Regions from separate parts of the Sus scrofa genome. Here region 1 is linked to region 2. Evidence: chromatin contacts called from public Hi-C data. All regions are on one chromosome and are shown on one strand. Each heading gives the region's core, a stretch centred on a gene start, on an enhancer-like site or on the middle of the called end of the contact. The rest is flanking DNA. Distances are from core to core; before and after follow the strand shown. Region 1 holds the start of TMED7 (transmembrane emp24 protein transport domain containing 7). Region 2 holds the start of TICAM2 (toll like receptor adaptor molecule 2).

The links. A called contact is a pair of places that touch in the nucleus more often than the background predicts.
Region 1: a contact with region 2 is called in a Hi-C map of liver, with 3 times the contacts expected there. The contact joins the promoter of TMED7 here to the promoter of TICAM2 in region 2. A contact is called at or near these places in 5 of 47 Hi-C or Micro-C datasets (alveolar macrophages, heart right ventricle, liver and 1 more) and 2 of 2 datasets of contacts at active chromatin or transcription factors (alveolar macrophages and skeletal muscle).

The regions. Positions count from the first base shown.
Region 1 is chr2:119,800,398-119,806,629 of Sscrofa11.1, forward strand. It overlaps TMED7 (transmembrane emp24 protein transport domain containing 7), which reads right to left and starts at 4,009. Exons shown (of 3, transcript NM_001202540.1): 1 at 3,459-4,009. The coding sequence starts at 3,653.
Region 2 is chr2:119,757,078-119,762,961 of Sscrofa11.1, forward strand. TICAM2 (toll like receptor adaptor molecule 2) reads right to left here and starts at 3,682. Exons shown (of 1, transcript NM_001204351.1): 1 at 1,559-3,682. The coding sequence starts at 3,682. The coding sequence ends at 2,969.

The DNA of each region.
Region 1 (6,232 bases), core at 2,759-5,258, 44 kb after region 2:
CCAGACAGAACTGTTGCCATAACTTCTCAAAAGATCTTTCCATAACCCAATCTCTCCTCCCTCTAATCCGGGGTTTTTAACCTCAGATAATTTGGGGCTGGGTAAGTCTTTGTTGTAGAAGGCTATGTTGCCCTGTGCCTTGTAGCACATTTAGCCACACCTCTGGTCTCTACCCACTGGATGACAGTGGCACCACCCTCCCCATGTGTCTCCCAGGGAAGCAACTTCCCTATCTGTCCCCAAACCCCACTGAACCTTCACTTAAAACCTGCTCATAATTCCTGTGGCCTAGAGAAAAATCTAAACCCATTAACAACGGCATATCACTCCCCCATACCTCCTCAAGGTAGCCTCAGCACCTTTTACACCCTTTCTCATTCTGCATTCCAAAAAATACCAGAATGCCAGAAATTTTCTGAACAAGTCTCTGCTCTACACCTGCACTAACACTGACAAGTTACAAAGGGTTTGTTCGCTAAAGAAGAATCACAGGTGGAGTTCCCGTCCTGATGCACTGGTTAACAAATCTGACTAGGAACCATGAGGTTGTGAGTTCGACCCCTGGCCTTGTTCAGTGGGTTAAGGATCCGGCGTTGCCGTGAGCTGTGGTGTGGGTCGCAGACATGGCTCGCCTCAGATCCGGCGTTGCTGTGGCTCTAGTGTAGGCTGGTGGCTACAGCTCCGACTCGACCCCTAGCCTAGGAACCTCCATATATCGTGGGAGCGGCCCTAGAAAAGGCAAAAAGACAAAAAAAAAAAAAAAAAAGAATCACAGGACTCAAAATGAGTATTCTTACAAATCTACAGCTTATTACAGGAAGAGAAGACAATAAAAAATATCTCTCAGCAAGCAGTCGGAAGAGGTCAGGAGTGGCTCCTCTGCTCTCCCTCTGTGAGGGATGTGGGGATCAACACACCCTCTCAGATCAGGAACCATCCAAGTGTGCAAGGAACACACTGGAACCGGTAAGCCCAGAGTCTTATCTGGGTTTTTTTATACATTGCTGGTCACATAAGTGTATTTACACCGTGTAATCATTTTCAGTAGCAGACTCTCTGGGAGTCTCACTGAGACAAGGTATAAACCATCCATCTCAGTGTTATCAATGAACAATGATGACAAACTGGTACAAACCACCCCTAAAGCCCTCAGACCCACAGTTACAGAGCAATACTATTACTTGGTGTATTTCAGTGCCAGCTTTGGCTAATTTTCAGGATTGCTGGAATTAAGTCTCACAAACACAATATATCTGCTGAGGAAGTCCTTTTCCCCTCTGCTACCTTGCAGAGTAACTCCTATTTATCCTTCTAGGCTTAACTCAAGCATCAGACCCTCAGCTAAATTTGCCCTGATTATCCTCCATCTTGAGCCAGCACTATACCTGGTGTGTACTTTCATTACTGTATTTACCTTTGCATGTCTACATATCTATGTAAGCACCCTGAGGTCAAGTTCAGCCTTCTATGTCTTTGGGAGGTAGTATAACGAAGTAGTTAGAACTCAACCAGACTGACTCTACTACCTTCTAGCTTTTGTGCTTTGGTTCTTAACTGACCAAAGCCTCTGTTTCTTTATCAGAAAAAAAGGAATAAAATTATACCTATTGGAGTTCCCATCGTGGCGCAGTGGTTAACGAATCTGACTAGGAACCATGAGGCTGCAGGTTCGGTCCCTGCCCTTGCTCAGTGGGTTAACGATCCGGCATTGCCGTGAGCTGTAGTGTAGGTTGCAGATGCGGCTCGGATCCCGCATTGCTGTGGCTGTGGCGTAGGCCAGTGGCTACAGCTCCGATTGGACCCCTAGCCTGGGAACCTTCATATGCCGCGGGAGCGGCCCAGGAAATAGCAAAAAGACCAAAAAAAAAAAAAATTATACCTATTTAGGATTGAGTTGTCCTAAGAATTAAGTAACAAACTTGAAATGCTTGGTATACTGCCTGCCACCTAACAAACATTCATTTTTTAGTCCCTAAGAGTAGTGGTAGTATCCTTACCACCAACACAGTATCTGCATATGTAAGAAATCAAGAAATCCTTGCTAAATGCAAACGACATTTTCACTGACACTTTATATTACCATTTTGGCTATTATCTTCTCTGTCCCCTGGTCCTAACCCATTAAGTTAAGCAAGTCTAAGTGTCATCCCTGGCCTCCCTCCCTTCCCCACTATAGCCAAATCATCACCAAGCCCTGTTGATTTTTAGCTACTAAATAGCTCCCATCCTTTCACTCCTCTTCCCCACTGCTATATCATCCTTGTCTCAGCCTGGGCCACCACAATAGCTTCCTAATCAGTATTCCATATTACTCTGCAACACACCATAACACCTTCTCTACTTGTACAAGTTAATATCTACACAACTACCAAGAAAACTTAGATTTTGTCACTGCACTGCTTATAATCCTATGACGGCTTTCACAACCTAGGAAAAAACAAATCCTTACACTGGTTTCTGGGCACTATATGGTCTGGCCCCTGCTAACCAGCCCTATTTTGGCTCCTTAATGCCAGCTCTATAGGACCTCTATGTGGTCCTCAAATTCCCCAGTCACTGTTTCCACAGTTTGCATGGGACCATGCAAAGGCTACTCCACTTTCCCCCTTACCAAAGTATTTCCAATTCATCCTTGACAGTTCAGCTTCAAATCACCTCCTAAAGGAAGCCTTCATAGAGTCCAAAGACCAGACTCTATGCTTTGAAAACACAACTCTGATGAATAAGCAGGTACTAATTAAGAAATGAAGAGTAGGAGGGTAGGGAATAAAAAAAATGACCCTATCTATTCTGATCACTTCTGTATCACCAGCACCTAATACTCAATAGCTGTTCAAATATTTTAAGGCCAACAGCAAACAACAACGAAAAAATTGTTCTAACCAATTAAAAAAATACATTCTGTTAAATCAATACTTTTATATAATCCCAAAGATGAGAAAGGGCCTGTCATTTATCACAGCGATTCCTTCTACAACACCTTTGGCAGATAGTCATCTGGTCTGAAACTGAGCTCTTCCAATGACAGAGAGCATTAACCAATAGTCCTCATATTGATGGAAAATCTGAAAAGCACTTCGAATCTGATGAAAGTGGAGGTATGGACCGCAGAATGTTAGACACTACAGAAGAGAACAGGACAGAATTTTTTTTAAAGGAGACTCTTCTAAAAAAGAAAGTTCAAAAGGTCTTGAAATGAAGAACATTAGAGAAAGGAAGCAAAAGACACGACCACACAAAGTATTTCTGGACATCCTATGCCTTACTCTCAGGTCTTAAATGTTTCTTGCACACAGTTTTGGGGACGAAAGCCAAATGCTCTGCATCAGCAACCTAGGGGTGATTCCTGAATTAGCCAAAGAACGAAGAAACTCGGACAGGAGAAAGGGGCACCTAGCAGTCACAGCCCCGACCTGGAACCGCGAACAGGGGCCCGGGGCTGTCTGTGCCCGTAATACCTGGAACTCGAGGGTGCACTTGGTGCCCTGCGTGATGTCCTCGTAGAAACACTGCTTGGCATTGTCGGGCAGCTCGAAGGTGATCTCAGACGCGCCGCCGGGCCCCGGCACCAGCAACAGCAGCAGCACGAGCAGCCTGTGGCCCCAACGGCCCGCGGCGGCCGCCCAGCGCTGCGCAGAGCCCAGTCTGGGCATCGTGAGGCGGCGGCGGCCTCAACCGAGCTGCGGGGGAGACGCGGGGTCAGGTCTGCACAGACTCACTGAGCGCGGCAGGCCTCAGCCCGGGAGGCACCGCGAAGACGCACAGCAGAGTTGCTCCGAGCCTCGGAGAGATTCGGGGTGAGAAGCGAGTCGCTGGGGCGGAGGAAGGTTGCTGAGGAACTGGGGCCTCGAGCCCAGAACGACCTGGGGAACAGAGATAAAGCCGGCAGACGAAAAGCGGAAAAGGCCCGAGATGGCTGTTAGTGCAGACTAGAACGGGGGTAAAGGGGCGGGGCCTGAGGCACCTGCTCTAGCGACCCGGATGTGCTCTCCCCCGCCGCCGGGAGACGCGGTGGAGTGCGTACGTGGAAGCTCGCGAGGCGTCAGCTCGGCCTCCCCCGCCTTCTGGGCCGAGGGGCGGGACCAGCGTGGTTAACGTGGCGGGGCGGGGCCAGGGCGGGGGGTGTGGCCGGCTGCTGCCGACGCTGGGCGGGCGGCTGGCAGTAGGAGCTACCCGCCTGCAGCTTCTTTTTCTGTGGGAGCTGAACGCTGGGGGAGCTCCGAGAGTGAAGAAGAGCTCATTCTGCCCTAAGGGGCTGATCGCCGGTGGTAGAGCGCTTTGCTTTGCGGTTCGCAGAGAGTTTTCTTACACATAATAACAAATTTGGGGGGAAGCAGTTTAGCAAGGAGCCTGAATTCTCGCTGGACTGCAGGAGTTCTAATCTCTACTCTATTTACTGTGACCTTGGACCCGTTGCTTAACCTCCCTGCTTCAGTCTTTGCATCTGTAGGATTATTACAAGGCTTCGATATTTGAAAAAAGTCCCTACAAGAGTGGTTGTCATGTGGTAAGCACTAGATAAGCTTTTGCGAGATGAAAAACATCTCTTGAGCGCTTATCATCACGCACTGTAGTAAACACAGATCCTTCAAACAACTCTATACGGTAGGTATTATTATGCCTATCTTAGTCGTGAGGAAATTCAGGATTAGAAAATTTTAATATAGTTGTCTGAGATTACACCACTGGTTTGTGCTTTAAAAATTATAGTGATATTAATAGTAGCTAACAGATGTTGATTTCTTAAATTATCCATTTTCTTCTGTATAGAACCACGAATTAGTTATTATATTTTTAAAAAATAAGTCATCATGGTGAGGCTCATGCCCTTTAAGAATGGCCAGCTGAGGGTAGGTAGATGGTTTTATGAGAAGGAAATGGAGGCACTGTAGGTAGGAGACCCGCAAGGAAGTGAGGGGGTGGTGGGAAGGCTAGCGCAGAGATGGACGTGTGTTGATGGGGGGGGCATGGAGGACTTCACTGGCCTGCTGTGTCCAGAGCTTCTACAGGGGAGGGGAGCCCCAAGGAGAAGGGATTTGGGGGAGACTGCATCTTCCTGAGAACTAGGCCAGAAAAAGAACTAGTGTGTGTCTTCGATTGGAAAGAAGACTGAATTTCAAAGTAGAATACCAGTTCTATTTTCTAACTCTTGACTTTTGCCAACTAACATTGCTCTTCAAAACCTCCTCTTCAGACATCAAATGGCAAACAAAGAATGAATGAATGAATAAGATTAAAACCCCGATGCAAAACAGTATACACTACCAGAGAGGCAAATTTTAAAAAATACAGTAATACCACATGTTGGTGAGTAAGCAGAGCAACGAGATCCCTCATACACTTCTGGTGAAAATGTAAATTGGCACAAAGACTTTGGAAAACAGTGTAGCTTTAATAAAGTAGGGGAGATATATATATATATATATATATATATATATATATGGCCTAGGAATTCCACTTTGCATATGCTTTAAAGTATATACTTTAGAGCAGTGGTTCTCAACGTGTGCCCCAAAGACCTCTGGGAGCCTGTGAACCCGCTTCAGAGAGTCTGAGATTATCTGTGTGCAGCTTGATTTTCATCATCCATCTCAACCAAAAGAATGTATGACATTGAATATAAAAACAGATGAACACCCAACTTCTTGTACAAATCTAGATATTACAGAGATGCACACAAATATAAAGCAATGTCACTCTTATCATTAAGTTTTTATTTGGACAGTACTGCTCTTTGTCATTTTAAGACATGTTATCTATGCTGACATATGTAGTAGGTAAAATTGTGTACCCCTCCAAAAAAAAAATATGTCCCAGTCCTAACTCCTGGGCCCTGTAAATTTGATCTTACTGGGAAATAGGCTTTTTGCAGATGTAATTAAGGATCTCAAGATGAGATCATCCTGGATTTAGGGTGCACCCTAAATCTAATGACTGGTGTCCTCATAAGAGAAAGGACAGGGAGATCTGAACACACAAACCCAGACACACAGGGAGAAGGCCATGTGAATACAAAGAAAAAGATTGGACTGATGCATCTACAAGCCAAGGAAAGCTAAGTAAGGATTGCCCAGAGCCACCAACAGCTAGGACAAAAGCACAGAACAGATTCTCTCTGAGACCCCAGAAGGAACCACCCCGGCAACACTTTAATTTCAGGTTTCTGGTCTCCACAATTGTGAGAGAATACTATTCTGTTATTTCAATATAATATTGAGTATTAATATATTTT
Region 2 (5,884 bases), core at 2,432-4,931:
CACACCTCTAACTCATTTCATCCTAAATTTAGCTATTTTGATAATCCCTTATTACAACAGTTAATTTATTTTCTTTCCTTCTTCTTTTCTTTCTTTCTTTTTTTTTTTAAGGCCACACTCACGGCATATGGAGGTTCCCAGGCTAAGGGTCAAATTGGAGACACAGCTGCTGGCCTACACACACCACAGCCACAGCAATGTCAGACCCAAGCCGCATCTGTGATCTACACCACAGCTCATGGCAACACCGGATCCTTAACCCACTGAGCGAGGCCAGGGATTGAACCTGCAACCTCATGATTCCTAGTCAGATTCATTTCCACTGCACAATGACAGGAATTCCACAACTGTTAATTTCAACAGAGATCGTTATATGTTACTTAACATTTTTCCTCATCATAAAATATATATATTTAACTCCAAATCAAGTGAGACATTGTACCTTGTGTGGATGAATACAGATTGATGCCTCTTTTCAAAACACTTTCCACGTTCTTCACTGGAGTGAGAGATAATCAAGTTTAGTCAAAGGTAAAGAATAAAAACTTTTTTTAATTAAAAAAATTTTTTTTGTCTTTGACTTTTCAGGGCCATACCCGCAGCATATGGAAGTTCTCAGGCCAGGGGTCTAATCGGAGCTACAGCTGCCGGCCTACACCACAGCCACAGCAATGCCAGATCTGAGCCACATCTACGACCTACACCACAGCTCATGGCAACACGGATCCTTAACCCACTGAGCGAGGCCAGGGATTGAACCTGAAACCTCATGGTTCCTAGTTGGATTCATTTCTGCTGTGCCACAACAGGAACTCCCCTAAAAACATTTATTTTTAAAACATCACGCAGCATCAACTGCTCCAGCTTTGGCAGGCAGAAATGGTGGGTGGTAATGTTTTATTTGTATATGAAATTGTAGATATAGGAAGCACTATGACAAAAAAAATGAATGCTTATCATTAGAACTGAAAGAAAAAGTGCATAGTAAGCTACGACAGCAGAGAACTTTAAGTCAGCATGCAATGAGAAAAATTTGGTCTTTGATTGAGTATTAGCAGAGAGGAAGGTTTGACTTACTTGCAGGATTATGAAAATGTTGGCTCATGGCTGTGAAGAGGCAGATTGCAGAAAGATGGAAGCAAACCCCAGTGTGTTACTGGGGGATACGGAGAAGTGGGGATAAGGAGAAAGACAAATATGGCAGAGTGTCTTCATTCAAGAGTCCCTAAAAAAGGGCATTAAAAATACCTGAGTAAGCATGTATTGCAATATTTTTCTGTGACTAGAAAGCTCTAAATGGGGAGCATTAGAAATCATTTATCCCTGGAGTTCCCATCATGGCTCAGCAGTAACGAACATGACTAGCATCCATGAGGACGTGGGTTCGATCCCTGGCCTCAGTGGGTTAAGAATCTGGTATTACCATGAACTGTGGTGTAGGTCACAGACGCAGCTTGGATCTGGCATTGCTGTGGCTGTCAACCTCTAGCCTGTCAACCTCCATATGCAGCGGGTGTGGCCCTAAAAAAAAAAAAAGAAATCAATTATTCTGTAAATATACAGGATATCCCTTCTTTATTAGCAGATACAGGCAGCCTCTTGCATTGATTATATGTCACATTATAAAATTCTCTATGTTTCTGCTTATTCCCTTTTCCGGTTTCCAGTTGTTCAGATTGTGGGAGAGGAGTAAGGCCTTTCCAGATCCATCAATTCAATCCTTTCTTTTCACAGACAGGAGAGTAAGCAGCTTGCTCAGGGTCACACTCACCCTGAGTGACAGAGACTGGACTAGAACCAGGTCTCCTGATCCGCCATTGGATGGTTTTCTCATTACATCACAATGTGATTCACATTCTGCCCTGTCCCTGGTCTGTGCTTGATGATTCTCCTCAATCTCAGCTGGGGCAGAAGGGCTGGGAAAGAAAGGAGTGGGTGAGTCTGGTTTGGGGCTTCTGGCTTGTTAAGTGTGAGACACTAGGGAGGAGGCCATAAAACACATCTGCTTCTATCCCACGTCCAAGAATAACCTACAATCCCCCCCCATGACCTCAAACACACACACACACACACACACACACACATACACACACGTACGTATGTCAGAGTAGTTAGGCTACACTGATCATCTGAGAAATACTTCCATGATAAGAGCATTGTGAATGAGATGAATTTTTAATGGTTGCCATAGAAGAGGTTACCGGTTTTAAAGAACATCTGGCCAGGGACACATACACCTTTTCAGAAGGCCCTGGTCACAGATGAAGACTGACATGGAGAGTTTCCAGCTATAGGGGTCATCTCAACCCCAGGCATGGAGTCCTAATCACAAGATTGTTAAATGGGCCACCAATCAGTGGTGGGAACTGCCTCCAACTTTGCAAATTCCAGCTGAAAGGAAAACGCATTGGATTGGATTATTTTAAAGAGGCCCACCATTCTCACATCTATTTTTCATTTCACATTTATCAGTTCTCACCATTCCAAATGAACTAATCTGGCTATCCCTATTTCTGGACGACAATACTGGGAAGGCTTTCCTGCAACATTCGTGAGAGGTGCCGCAACAGGGAGAGCTGTCAGATTTCTCAAGGCCATTGTTTTGCCAACGTGTCTTTTGAGAACAAAATCAAAGTGTTATGGTATTTTTTTAAATGTCTATCATATAAGTTCTTGTTCAAGTTCAATACAAGAAAAGTGAATTTAAAATATCCTTTGTTGAACTAGGAAAGCTGTGAGAGGAATCAGAGGTTTTGCAACTCTGACAATTGCAAGTTTAGAGAAACATCAAAAGTACCTCAATTCTATAGAGTGTCCTGCAAAAATCTATTTTTCTTGGGCTCTACAGTTTTCCCCTAAGAGCAAGGTTCTCTTCCATTTAAACTTTTCCTAGAAATTTGCTTTCTCAAGTGAAGAGAAACCATTTGCTTTACAAAACAAGGGCACACCATGTGTTATATGTCCCATCTCAGGCAATCAATTGTCTTTGTACCAGATTTCTGGTCTCTTTCCATATAGCCTGTTGTATCTGATACACAGACTCCTGAAAAATCCTTTCCACTTGTGTAGGAAAGCCACGACTTTCTTCCTCCAGGGCGTTGATGGTTCGCAGAGCAAAGGGGGTCTTTTCTCGGGGCAGGGGGTTGTTCAGGGGCCGCATGGGGATGACAGAGTTGTATTTGTGCTGTCTGTTCACGGAGTTCATGAGAGATGTATAGAACTGGAACTTACACCAGGTGTCTCTTAGAAAGTTTTCAGTCAATAGCAAGATTGTCCAGGCAGAGCCATTGACAGCATCGTCTAAATTCTGTAAATGCTGTCTGCCACACGGCATCTCAGCAAAGATTATTCCAGGTTTGATCCCGAAGTCATTTTGCAGCAGATTCTGGACTCTGAGGGCTTCATCTGTGTCATCTTCTGCGTGTAGTATCACAAATTTGAGGAACACCTCTTCTTCTGCTTCCTCTTCAGGCATCTCTTCCACTCCGTCAGCTCCCTCCTGCTCTCCTGTTGGCATCTCTGCTGAACTGCTACATGCAACATCTTCGCCACCATGCAGGGGGATTTCCTCAGATATCGTGCAATCTGTCTCGTGAGGTTTTTGACTTGTATCCACACCGTGGCTTTTACTCCAAGAGAGAGAAAGAAGGCAGGGATCTGTCTTAGACTTCCCGATACCCATTATAAATATCCAAGTCAGAAAGGAAAGCTTTATTTATTTCTCAGCATTTCTTTTCATCCTAAAAGGAGAAATAACAAAGCAGAAGACTACTGTAAATTTCATCAAAACAATTAAAATGGAAAATCTCATTCAACCTGCAAACCTCAAAAAGATTATAATATATAGCTTTCTAAGAAGAAAATGTCAAAGAGATCATTGGAGATGAAGTCACTTGTCTTGTTTGAGTTCCACAAGGGCTACCACAGGTAGGCAGGGGTAGGTTAAACACAGGGGTCCGGTTTAATATAAAAGGAGATGTTTGGAAACTTTAAATGGTATTATATTGGCATTATAAACTCCAGTTAAATTACTTTGGTGTGTTAGCGAAAAGGGACCGTATCACTCTACTCATATGGAGTTTAAATTCAACTTCTCCATAACCAAATTACTGTGTAAACTAGAAACAGGAAAACTAAAAGAAACAAAATATTCATATTAACTTCAAAACATATTTTTGTTTCAAATGCAAATACAAAACAGAATACAAATACCCTAAAGACAGCTAATAGGCAGCTCTGCTGACTCAGAATAAAAAGATCTGAAATGTTAAATGAAATGTTGCTCAGGATTCACCGGTTCAGAGCTTTTTCTCTTTTTTTTTCTTTTCTTTTTTTTTGGTCTAGGGTCAGGGATTGTTGTACTGGGGCTGGTGCAGAAACTAATAAACTTTTGCAAAAAGTAAGGAATATCTTTTTCCAGCTAATCCTGGGAATAATTAAGAAAACATATTTCTGCACCCAGGTAAAAAAAGTAACATCTTGGTTTGGAAGTGTAATCTGGAAACAAAGCCTTGTGATTTCCAGGGAAATCAATAATGATCATAGTCTGTATCATTCTTTTATTTTAAAAGGCCTAAACTCAGAGTAGAAGAATTAGATCAGCTGTGAAAGAGAGATACTCCATGTGAATCTAATGCTGCAGTATTGTTAATACCCAAATAAGCAGTTTCAAGGGGGTACTTTCATCAAAAGACAGAAAATTCAGAATAGATAAGTATAAAATACATGTTGTCAAATATGGGCCCATAGGCTATATTCCAAAGGATTTTTATATATTGTTCATGAGCAAAGATCAGAGATCAAGAAGAAATTAGAATCTTATTCATAATGACATAAGTACCAGCTACATATGCCAAAATAATTCAAGTTTAGATGAAACCGTTCATCAAATGGTGAAAAACTGTTATGGGAAGAAAAAATAAGGAAAAACGTATACAGAATTTCTTTCTAATGTAAATAAGGAGTGAAAGGGTTTGCTACTGCCACTGAATAGTGAAGAAATCACTGGCTACTGGCTGTCATTGATTCTGCCTGTTCTTCAGGTTCTGATCCACACTATATTGTGCCAGCCACCAAGTGGTGGTCTAAGGCATGACAACCCTCCAAGGCTACATACATACATCCCAAAAAATAAACCCAAATGAATTCGGACTCTCTTCGCTAGTTAAGATTAACTGCTCACTTTAATACTGCATCAATGAAAAAAGTTTTACTATGTCAAGTTGCAGAGAGAAGCTTCCCCTGCATTAAAAAAAAAAAGACTGTTAAACCATTCAGAGAAATGTGTCTGTTAAAGTAACAACTGCTAGAGAGGGTGTGGAGAAAAAGGAACCCTCCTACACTGTTGGTAGGAATGTAAATTGATAGAACCACTATGGAACACAGTATGGAGGTTCCTCAGGAAACTAAATATAAAACTAGCATATGATCCAGCAATCCCACCCCTGGGCATATATCTGGACAGAACTACAATTCAAAAAGATACATGCACCTGTATGTTCAGAGCAGCACTACTCATAAGAGTCAAGACAAGGAAACAACTAAATGTCCATCAACAGATGAATAGATTAGAAGATATGGTACATACATGTAATAGAATACTCCTTAGCCATAAAAAAAGAACAAAATAATGCCATTTGTGGCAACATGGATGCAACTAGGGATTCTCATACTAAGTGAAGTAAATCAGGAGTTCCCATTGTGGCCTAGTGGTAATGAAGCAGACTAGTATCCATGAGTACGTGGGTTCAATCCCTGGTCTCGCTCAGCGAGTTAAGGATCTGGCATTGTCGCAAGCTGCAGCATAGGTCACAGATGTGGCTCACATCTGGCATTGCTGTGTGGCTGTGACATAGGCTGGTGGCTGCAGCTCTCATTTTACCCT